Regions from separate parts of the Gossypium hirsutum genome. Here all the other regions are linked to region 1. Evidence: chromatin contacts called from public Hi-C data. All regions are on one chromosome and are shown on one strand. Each heading gives the region's core, a stretch centred on a gene start, on an enhancer-like site or on the middle of the called end of the contact. The rest is flanking DNA. Distances are from core to core; before and after follow the strand shown. Region 1 holds the start of LOC107886326. Region 2 has its middle 7.1 kb from the start of LOC107886323. Region 3 holds the start of LOC107943467 (E3 ubiquitin protein ligase RIE1).

Region 1 (3,610 bases), core at 441-2,940:
ACTTATCTTTACCTACTTTGGCATTAGAAGTCTTAACAATATAAACTTTGTCAAAGAAAAATCTGTCAGACCTAAAAAAAAGAATAAAAGCAATCTTGGAGAGCACTTGTACTCGTCGAATTTATGGTCAAACAAAGTTTTAACCCCAAGAAACAAGCAAGTAGCCTATTCAAGTATATTTCGAGAAGTCCAAATGTTCTTACAATTAAGGAGAATTTAAGGAAATCAACATAGCAACAACAAACAACCACTTTGAAACAAAGCATTCTTGTTTGCTATAAATTGAAGATGGGAGAACCATTTGGGGTTGAACCAAGCAAAATAAAAGGCATTAAAAGAATACTTAGAGAAACAATTTGGAATCTATTTCCTAGAAAAGAGCATCAAATTCTAAAAAGGGGACAATGCTTCCATTATCATAACCATGTAGCCAGATGGTACTTTATCCAATCCACCAGATGGGATAATTACTAAGGAAAATTATCATTTAAACCCTGTGTATGCATGCACATGCAACTATTCCATTATATGGAGATAGTTAATCCTCTTGTGAGTCATGACATTAATTTATACTTGACTCCTTTTTTTCTTTTTTAAAGTATTTATACTAGACTCCAATGACATTAGGAAGGGACTGATTCCTTGGCAGCTCACGTATAGAACAAGAAGCAGGATATGCTTCCCTCATCACTCTTTTGATGGTGTACTCCTTTTTGGCAACTCTTTATGCGTCATCCACATCAATCCCAATCCAACATAGGGAACTGCCACCAGCTTATAATGGCATTAACGTTATACTGGGCTCACTAATTAACAGAACAAGAAGCAGGATCTATTCTCACTCTTGATGGTTACTCCTTTTTGGCAACTCTTTATGCATCATCCAGATTAATCCCAGTCCTACATAAGAAACTATCACCAGCCTATGCTGCCCTAAAATAGCATAAGACTCGTTGGCTAACTCAAAAATACGTTCATTTAGCGCTAATTAGAGATTTACTGGATTGATAGAACGGGCGATATAAAGTTTCAGTTGAAACTTGAGAGTAACTTGACAGTCCTAGTGATAATAGTAACAAATATAATCATGTATTTTTCAGCTCAATATATTAATCCATTCATCCCTTGAGCAGTTTCACAAAGGAATTGTTTACACATTAGGAAATAGATTATTTCAGTTCCATATTGAACTGCTTGAACCTCCATATTTAAGTGAATTGATATGAATGAACCTGTCAGAACTTAAACATGATAGTTGGGCCCTTTCTTATAAGCTCAAGCTTTCAATGATCCAATTTAGAAAACCTACACTGTGAATCACTAAATTTCAATTTCTGCACGAAGCATAAATGAATTAAGAGCAGTTCCAATTCTGTAAAGAGCCCAAACAACTCACCAAAGTTATAATATAACAAAAAAAAAAGGGGGAGTCCTAAAACCTGAAGGGAAAAAGGCATACCATGAACTCGGTTAGCCAAATGGTGCAAGGCTGAGTCTTGATCTGATTGAAACTTCAAGGGAACCCGACCAGGGGAAGCGATAAGATCGGATCCTTTTGGGACTTCACCAGAGCGACAGCCAACAAGTCGTAGCCCGTGGGTGGTGGGCTGGGCTATCTTCTCTGATACTAACTCGTGCGCAAGCCCACCTTCCCTACTGGAACTGAGTGAACTGAAAGATGGGATAAGAATCTTTTAGAGTCCATGGTGTTATACGTTTTTAATTTAAACGCAACCGCAAGATATTAGAATAAAAAGAAAAAAACCATTAAAATATTTGTTTAAATATGAAACAATTAAAATATTTTTAGAATAAACAATAAAACATAAATTAAAATTATATTTTATTAAATAATCAATAAAAAATATTAAAATCATACAATATTAATTTTAAATTATATTTATATTATTCTTAAAATATATATTCATATTAAATAATAAAATGCATTTGAATTATTTTATTTTTTTGATATCTTTCATTTTTGTTTTATTATCCACATTCGCGATCCCCGTAACTATTTCTCTTAATTTATTTTCAAGGTTTGGATATACATTATCTCTTAAGGAGTGTAATTTATCTTACCATTCTATCTAACACTTAGATAACATTTAGTAATAGAAAGCAATCATTTTCCAAGTAATTATTCTCATTTTATATTAGTTTAGAGTATTAATCTATTAATAAAGGTAAAAAAAAAGAAAAAAAAAAGAAAAAGAAGCTATTGCCTCATTCCTCCTCCTTGCTACTTGATATTCTTTACTACTTCAAAGAATTATTCAACGGAATCATCTATATATTATATCGTTTAAATATTAAATTCTATTTTTTTTCTCTTTTCTTCTGTGCATTAATTGAGAACATAGTATTTATGAATCTTTTCAAGCAAAAGGAAAAAAAATTAAAGTTCAAGCTTATCTCTAACATTGTTTTTAGCATAACCTTTTTACATAATTTACCTTTAAATTATGACGTGTTGTATGTGATTGAAAATTTTACAAGAATGATTTTCAAGAATGAATAAATGATTGATAATCAATTCCAAAGTAAAATGGATAAGACAAGTGATAAGTCAAATTTCAAAACAGTTACATGTCATATTCAGGTAAATTATTTTTTATCAATATGTAAATTATGTTACATTGGGGCTTTGGAAAAAAATAATGTAAAATGTATCAATTAAATTTTAATATTAATTATTTAATCCAAAAATTGGTTAAGAGTAAAGTTCATTATAAAAATTAAATATATAAATATTATATTTTATGTAATAAGGATAAATTTATAAATTATCATTACATTCCTAGGAAAATACTTAATGAATCAAACGTGATAATGTAACTTTCTCGATATTTTAATTAATATCTTTCAATGTATTCCAATAGTTGTAAAGTTATTTTCCAATCAAAATATAAAATAAAAAGAATTTGCCAAGACAAAATTATCATTTTTTTGTGTGTGTTTAGGAATAAGATTCAAAAAAATGTCTTTTCTTGTTATAAATATTTTTTAAAATATATTTTTCATTAACATCAAACTTTAGTATAAAGATAATTTCAAGTCATATATATATATAATATGAATACACTTGAATTTATTCCTACAGTGTAATGATGAGTAAATTTTTTCAAATTTTACATATTCACAAACTTGAGTTAATATATAAGTTATTTTTTAAATATATTCATGTAATGGATCCAACAAAGACGTGAGCAAGGCAACCTTGTGTATTAATTCAAATATTTTTTAAAAATAAAAATTATTGAAAATATTATTAAATATTTAATTCAAAGATTTTTTAATAATAAAAATTATTGAAAATGTTAAAATACATTATTATTATCTTTTATTTAATAGGAGTGATTTTGCAAAGTACCATTACATTCTCATGAAAGTGTTGAGTGTATCAAACGTGTTAATGTAACTTTTTTTATATTTTAATCAATATTTTTCAATATATATAAAATGTTATAAAATAACTTTCCCGATAATAACTTTTTCATCAATCACATTCTTAAAAATTACATTCAATTAAAATCATAATATGAGAAAACACCAAACATTCCTTTATAAATTTTTAAATGATCAAACTTACTGTTTTAAATTATTATTT
Region 2 (3,610 bases), core at 505-3,004, 350 kb before region 1:
TAGTGTGCAGTGAAGGTCTATTATCATTAATGCATTTGGCTAAGGAAGAAGGGTTGCGTAAGGAGCTTAGAGTATGTCGCAGAGGTCCACAGATTTCCCATTTACAATTTGCTAATGATTGCATCTTATTTAGAAAGGCTTCAATGAATGGGGCACAAACTTTTAAAAGGATTCTAAAGGAATATGAAGAGACTTCTGGACAATATGTTAATTATAAAAAGTCCACTACTTTTTATAGTTCAAATACAACTGCTCAAATGAGGTATTTGGTATCAAAAGTCTTGAATGTTCGAAATTTCACAAATCCTGAAAGATATCTTAAGTTGCCTAACATGGTGGAGCAAAGGAAGAGATTGACATTTCAACTGTTAAAAGATCGCATGGAGAGTAGGATAGACAGTTGGAGTGTTAGACATTTATCGCAAAGGGGTAAGGAAGTTTTCATAAAATCAGTTCTACAAGCCATTCCTACCTACTTAATGTCATGTTTTTTATTACCAAAATTTCTTCACTGTGATATGGAGAATATTTGTGCGAATTTTTGGTGTCAAAAAGGGCAAGGTAGAAGGGGGATCCATTGGTGTGAATGGAAGAAGCTTTGTGAGTTAAAAGATAATGGTGGATTGGGATTTCGTAGTCTTGCCAAATTCAATTTATCTTTATTAGTGAAGCAAGGATGGCAATTGATTAATTTTTTTAATTCGTTACTTGTGTGCACTTTGAAAGCTAAATACTATCCAGATACGAATTTTCTGAATTCAAGGTTAGGAAATATACCTTTATATACCTAGAATAGCATCTAAGCAGTCGAAGGAATTCTTCAGGATGGCTTATGCTGGCGAGTAGGGACTGTATCTTAAATCTTAGCAAGGGAGGCTGAATGGATTAAAGGAACTGTGAATTACAAAATTCAAAACAGTGAGAAATGTCCTAATACTCTTATGGTGACTGAACTTATTAACAATAATACAAAAAGTTGGAAAGAGGATTTGATAAGGAAAACCTTTAGCGGTAGGGATGTTAGCCGAATCCTAAACATCCTACTATCAAATTTCTAGCATGAAGACTTCCTAGTCTGCACAAGGGAGGAGACTAGGGAGTTTTCTATTCGTAGTGCCTATAAGTTATGTGATTCGATCACTTAGTGCCGATTATTTGTTTGTGTGAGTTGGGCTATATAGATTAAGTGAAACAAATGGCTACATAAGGGGCAAAGGAGATCAAGGTTAGCAGCAGTAAACTCTATCAAAAAATATGCATGTGAAATTGATGGGATTTCCAGTTCCAAACTTTCTAGCAGAATAAAGATAGAGAAATGGAGGCCTCTAGAGAACTCGTTCATTAGAATAAACTTGGATGGATCTTACAAGAAAAATGAAATTTAAACTTGTTCAAGAATTGTTATCAGAGACTTAGAGGGTAAAGTTTTGGGTTCTAAAGTGGTTATAAATGAAAATATACCTTCTGCTTTTGCTGCATAAGCCCTTGCATGTATCTAAAGTATACTTTTATGCCTAGATTTAGGGTTTGTGAAGGCTGAAGTAGAAGGAGATGCTCTCTCTATTATCGAAAAATTAAAAAGAGATGATGAGGATAAATCTGAGATCGGGGCTTTCATAAGAGATGGAAAAGGTTTAAGCAAAAATTTTCATACTTGCAAGTTTCAATATGTTTAGAGATTGATGAATGATGTTGCCCACTTGTTGGCTATTGAAGGCTTAAAGCAAGGGGTATAATATTGTCTACAAGATGGAGTTCCTGCTTTTTCTAGAGAGGAAGTGGACAAGGATTGAACGAGGGAGGGCTTTTTATTTCCTTTTTGGTTTCAAGGCAGGGAGTTTGGGTAGGGGAAGATTTTGGAAAGAAAACTGTTACAAGAGTTAAAAGGGTTAAAGGTTATTGGAAAAAGGAAATGAATCTTCTACCGACGGGCCATAAACACCTTTTGTTGCTTTTCAGGAGAGGAATTACTTTAATTTCATTGGCTGAGGCTGAGGTGCTTCTAGAGCCTTTCTTCGTTTCTGTTGCTGGTATTTAGATTTGTTTTGGCCCAATTTTATGGATGTTTTGTTGATTGTGCCTTGTATTTGATCTGTTTGAATAAAATTCTGTTGATTGTGCCTTGTATTTGATCTGTTTGAATAAAATTCCAACATATTTTCTCAAAAAAAAAAATCAAATAAACTAGTATATATGTATGCATATGATCACTAGCCCATAATTGTCAGAATCAAATTAGATTGTCAATTGAACCAGAAATCAGTGGTCCAACTGATTCATCTGATACCAAAATATATAAAAATCAATTGAACCTTTAAAATTTTATCGAATTGATTAAAAACGAATTGAAATAAGCTAAAAGCTAGTTTAAAAATAACAAATTATGATGCTCTACTTTAAGCTTAATGTTACTATTCCTAATTGAACTCCATTGTTGAATCATGACATTTGCTTCCGCCGTGTAGTTGTTAAGGATGACTTTTTTTTCTTTTTCTTTTTCACTGTTTTTTGCTTGCTTGTTCTTTTAAGTGGTTTATGATCACCATAATTTGTTGATTCCCCAATGAAATTATTGGGGACTTTGATTAGACATACATTCGAATAGATAGAGATATGCTTTTGAAGAAGATCATTTTATCCCTTATTTAATGGATAATAGATTTGGGGGGGGGACATTTTAGTGATTTGAGAACAACAAACTTGATGAAAATATATGATTAGATAATTTTGAAGTCCCACTTCAAAAATTGAAGTATTTGGAAATTATTTGGTGTTGACTTTTTAATGCAATCGGAATTACTAAAAATTAAATATGAATTATCTATGCATTTGGAAATTATACATCTATACATAAATTTCTTGACATGGAAATTCAATAGCTGTATACATTAACTTGTTTTAAAAATTGATGATGTGTGAGCTTATTATTAGTGACAACTGCTAAACTATGCAGTGGTCTAGAATTGCACCAAAACCTTGTTTTATATATATATATATATTATGTTGCGTAAGATTATTAATTTGTGAAATAAATTAAAATTATGGTTTATTCATAACTTATTTTTGGAAATTATACATCTATACATAAATTTCTTGACATGGAAATTCAATAGCTGTATACATTAACTTGTTTTAAAAATTGATGATGTGTGAGCTTATTATTAGTGACAACTGCTAAACTATGCAGTGGTCTAGAATTGCACCAAAACCTTGTTTTATATATATATATATATATTATGTTGCGTAAGATTATTAATTTGTGAAATAAATTAAAATTATGGTTTATTCATAACTTATTTTCATGTTATCCATGTTTCATTTTTTTAATTATGAAATTTATCTCTTTATTTTAAAAGAATTAAAAATTAGTCCTTTTACTTTAATTTATTAGAATTTAATTATAGCATTTTAAGATACCTGAGAAGTTACTCTAGTTGTTGGTAAATACATGAACTTTAACTATTAATTTTTACTAGCTTACTGCATATAAATTGTTGAAATATGGATTTTCGTTAATTCATTACATATAAATTGTTGATATATTAATTTCTAGATCAACAATTTAAAGTAATGTTTAATGATGTTATAAATTGGACTAACTTATCAATTT
Region 3 (3,610 bases), core at 372-2,871, 260 kb after region 1:
TGCAAATCTAGATGTACAATACAAGAAAAATCCATTCAAATGATAGCTTGGTAACAATTTCATAGCTTTGGTCGACTGCATCGATCGATATAATCAAAATAAAACTACCTATAATAGGACATATTGCAGTAATTGGTTGGTTACAAGATAAGACGCATCAAATTCCAAAACTTCCTTATCATGCACAACGTGGGGCAAAAAGTGTCGTAAATTTAAATTATTCTACCATCATTCAAAGCTCAACGCTAGTCCTATGGTCTATGATTCTAGTTCTTTTATTTGAACCATGGAAGTATACAAAAACACAATGCAGCCTAATTCGCCCCGCGCAGAATATTCCCAGAGTTTCGACATTCCACTCCTCTTGAAAGGGAGACTAAGGATAACGATAATTCATATATTCATGCAAACCATACAAAACAGTGCCATAGCCAAAATAAATGTCAACACCAAAACAAAGCCCTTCCAATTCCTTGAGAATAACCATAGACCTAAATCCCCTAAATCCTCAAACCCTAATCTAATTCATCTTGAAAATCCAATAAAACGCCAAATCGAACTAAAATCCTCATCCAGTTTAACACAGAAAATGAGCAATACTTCCATCAAAATTCTAACTTCAGAACATAAATAGTTCATGCTCCAATACAAATCGGTTCTAAAGAAATCCTGAATCCTCATCTCAATTAAACTAAAGAACAATAAACACTAAATTTTAAAATTAAACAAAAAAAATCAACATTTTAAGCTTAAACACACACACACACAAAAAAAAAATCAAATTTTAAGTCAAATTATACTAAAAGAAACTGACCTTGATTCATTTGAACCAAAAAGACCGCTGTCTTCTTCATCTTCACTATCACTAACATCCCCAGAAACTGCTTCTCCTCTCTCCTCATCCGTAACAGATATTCTCCTACTGTTCCTTCGCCTGTATTCCAACCACACTAAAACAACATGAAGCAAGCACTGCAAAGCATAAGCACAGATCCATAATCTAATAGGAGTATTGGGCGTCTCATCCGCCGTACTTATCAACATCACTACCGACACCACCACGAACGCTGTATTCCACAGCATGTCCAGTGCCACCACGGGCTTCGAGTACCCCCAGTCGGCCCTCCGCTCCTCCAACTCACGTGCCGCTGTCTCCCTAACTAGCATGGAAGCGCCACGCCGTCCCGTGGCTCGCCCCAATAAATGCGCCAACGATACAGGGCGAGCAGCCGAGCCATCAGGTTGACGCGGGGGGAGGAGTGGCGCGTGAGGATCAGACGCCGCCATGGTTGCTTTGGATGAAGATGTGAACAAACAAACAAAAAGAAAACACCTTTTTGATTTCGGGGTTTTCAGAAATCTGGGGAGAACTCACAAAGAGAAGAAACACATAATTGGAGTATTAACATTAGCAAGAATAAAAACCATATTTGTTGAAAATAAGAAAAAGAAGGGAATATCTGGTTGGATTAAAGAGTTTTCGGTTGAGAACGGAACTGCCCTCCTCACTGCTAATTAGATGCTTTTATTGATTTTTATTTTGTTTTCTGTCGGATTCTGCTTTGCTCTATTATTTTTGTTTCCTAAAAAGAAAAAAACAGTGTGTTATGTATGTAATTTTCCTTTTTCACTTACTTTCGCGCTTTATTTCTTTTATATTTATCAGTCTTTTTGGCTTTTTCTTTACCCAACCATATTTATTACCGCTGCGTTTTCTATTTTTCCGTTAAAGCGCTGCGTTTTTTGTATTGCTGTAATACGGTTTTTGAAGTTCAAACATAGTACTTTACAACTTTATTTATTTTATAATACTTTGAGATTTCTATGATTCACTACACTCCATAAATATTAATTGATTTTAAACTATTATTTGAATTATTAATAATATTACATTTTGATCACTTAACTTTTAAAAAGTAATAAAATTATCATTAAATTAATTAAAAATTTTTATTTAAGTCACTAAACTATTTTAAAAAAATTATTTAAGTCATTGTGTTGTTAAGATTTTTTTTTGTTTTTTTTAAATCTAGTTAGTAAGCTTCAAACGACGATTTGATGATCGTTATGATGGATTAATACCCATAGAGTAAAAGAACATGCTTTAGATTCAATTCGATATGATGGTCAGTGTAAGAGATTGAAGAAGAAATTTATTTAAATTTTGTTTCACAAATTTATTACATTCAAAGCTATTTTATATAAAAAAAGGGTAGAAAATAAGGGAAAGAGAACGCTCGATTAGTGTAGGCGGTGCAAATAGAGAATACCATACAATTGTGATTTTAACAACACAGTGGCTTAAAAGAAAACTTTCAAATAGTTCAATGACTATTTTGTAACTTTTTAAAATTAAATGACCAAAATATAAACTTACTAATAATTTAGTGATTCTTGATTTAGTTTACTCTTGATTTTATTACTTTTATAACTCTTTCGTGTTTTTCTACCCAATTTTTTTACGCAAATATTAAATATTTTAAAATTTTAAACTATATTTTCAAAAATATATTTTTTTAAACAAAACATATGTTTTTGCAAGGTTTTTGTAGTAAAGTAGTATGAAAACCCTTGTACTAAGAGTTGTATTACATTTTATCCCCTCTATTCGAAAAATGAGCAAATTAGACTATCTATGTTAGATAAAAAAGTAAACTAGTTATTCTATTAAAAATTTCATTCATTTCTATCGTTAAGTGACGATGTGACTGAGTGAGCAAATAGGCAACCACACGTGTCATGTCACATGTAGGGGTGTTCAAACTATTAACCAAACCGAACTAGTGTTAATTGAATTAATCAAACTTTTTAATCCTTTAACCGTTAACCAAATAAAAAATTGTTCAAAAAAATAACCGAACCGAAATTTATATGTTTTTGTTTTTTGTTTTTGGTTAAAACAAGTATAAAACATATAAAAAATAAATTGATAATATTCATTTGACCGAATTATCCGAATTAACCAAATTAAAACTACATACAATTTTTATTATTAATTATTAAGTTTGGTTAATTACCCGATTTTGAACTGAGTTAACCGATAATCAAACTTTCAAAAAATTATTAATCAACTTCTGATCGAATTAGATCAGTTAACCGACTGATTAATCGAATTAGATTGGTTCAATCAATTAATTTAATTTTAACCGAAATTTAAACACTTCTAACCACATGTACCTCATGGATATTTAAAAATTAAAAAAAACCTAAAAGTAAAAATAAAAAATCCTGAACAATAATTTCTACAGGTTGATCTTCAACGTGATTTTTCATATAATTATTAAAAAAATAAATAATTTATTTAAAAATTATAAAAATTATAAATAAAAACACATGCTTTCACTTCCATTAAAATTGCATTATTTTGCTAGTTTTTTGTCATTTCAAATTTTTTATAGTAATTCATCACAATAATTTTTAAATATACAAGAAATTGTAACTCAACAATAATAATTAATTTATAATTCTAATATTTGTTTTAATTTTAAATAAATTTACAATTCTTAACAAATTTTAAATATATTTTTATAATTATTTGAAAAGTCACACATTTGAATTTGGATAACCGTTCTTTCCCGTGTATTTGGGTTTTCAAATAATTAAAAAAAAT

The links. Hi-C and Micro-C count contacts between places; a contact is called where the count stands out from the background.
Region 2: a Hi-C map of petal shows a contact between it and region 1, with 4 times the contacts expected there. The contact joins the enhancer-like site here to the promoter of LOC107886326 in region 1. A contact is called at or near these places in 14 of 34 Hi-C or Micro-C datasets (callus, hypocotyl, leaf and 2 more).
Region 3: a Hi-C map of leaf shows a contact between it and region 1, with 2.4 times the contacts expected there. The contact joins the promoter of LOC107943467 here to the promoter of LOC107886326 in region 1. A contact is called at or near these places in 6 of 34 Hi-C or Micro-C datasets (callus and leaf).

Annotation. Positions count from the first base shown.
Region 1 is chrA03:86,032,594-86,036,203 of Gossypium_hirsutum_v2.1, reverse strand. LOC107886326 reads right to left here and starts at 1,690. Exons shown (of 5, transcript XR_005913943.1): 1 at 1,460-1,690.
Region 2 is chrA03:86,387,180-86,390,789 of Gossypium_hirsutum_v2.1, reverse strand. No RefSeq gene overlaps it. Among protein-coding and RNA genes, the nearest start is that of LOC107886323, 7.1 kb to the right of the region's middle. Within about 2 kb of position 1,754, at least 5 of the 9 cell types and tissues checked have an H3K27ac peak or open chromatin away from gene starts, as enhancers often do.
Region 3 is chrA03:85,773,216-85,776,825 of Gossypium_hirsutum_v2.1, reverse strand. LOC107943467 (E3 ubiquitin protein ligase RIE1) reads right to left here and starts at 1,621. Exons shown (of 5, transcript XM_016877216.2): 1 at 815-1,621. The coding sequence starts at 1,287.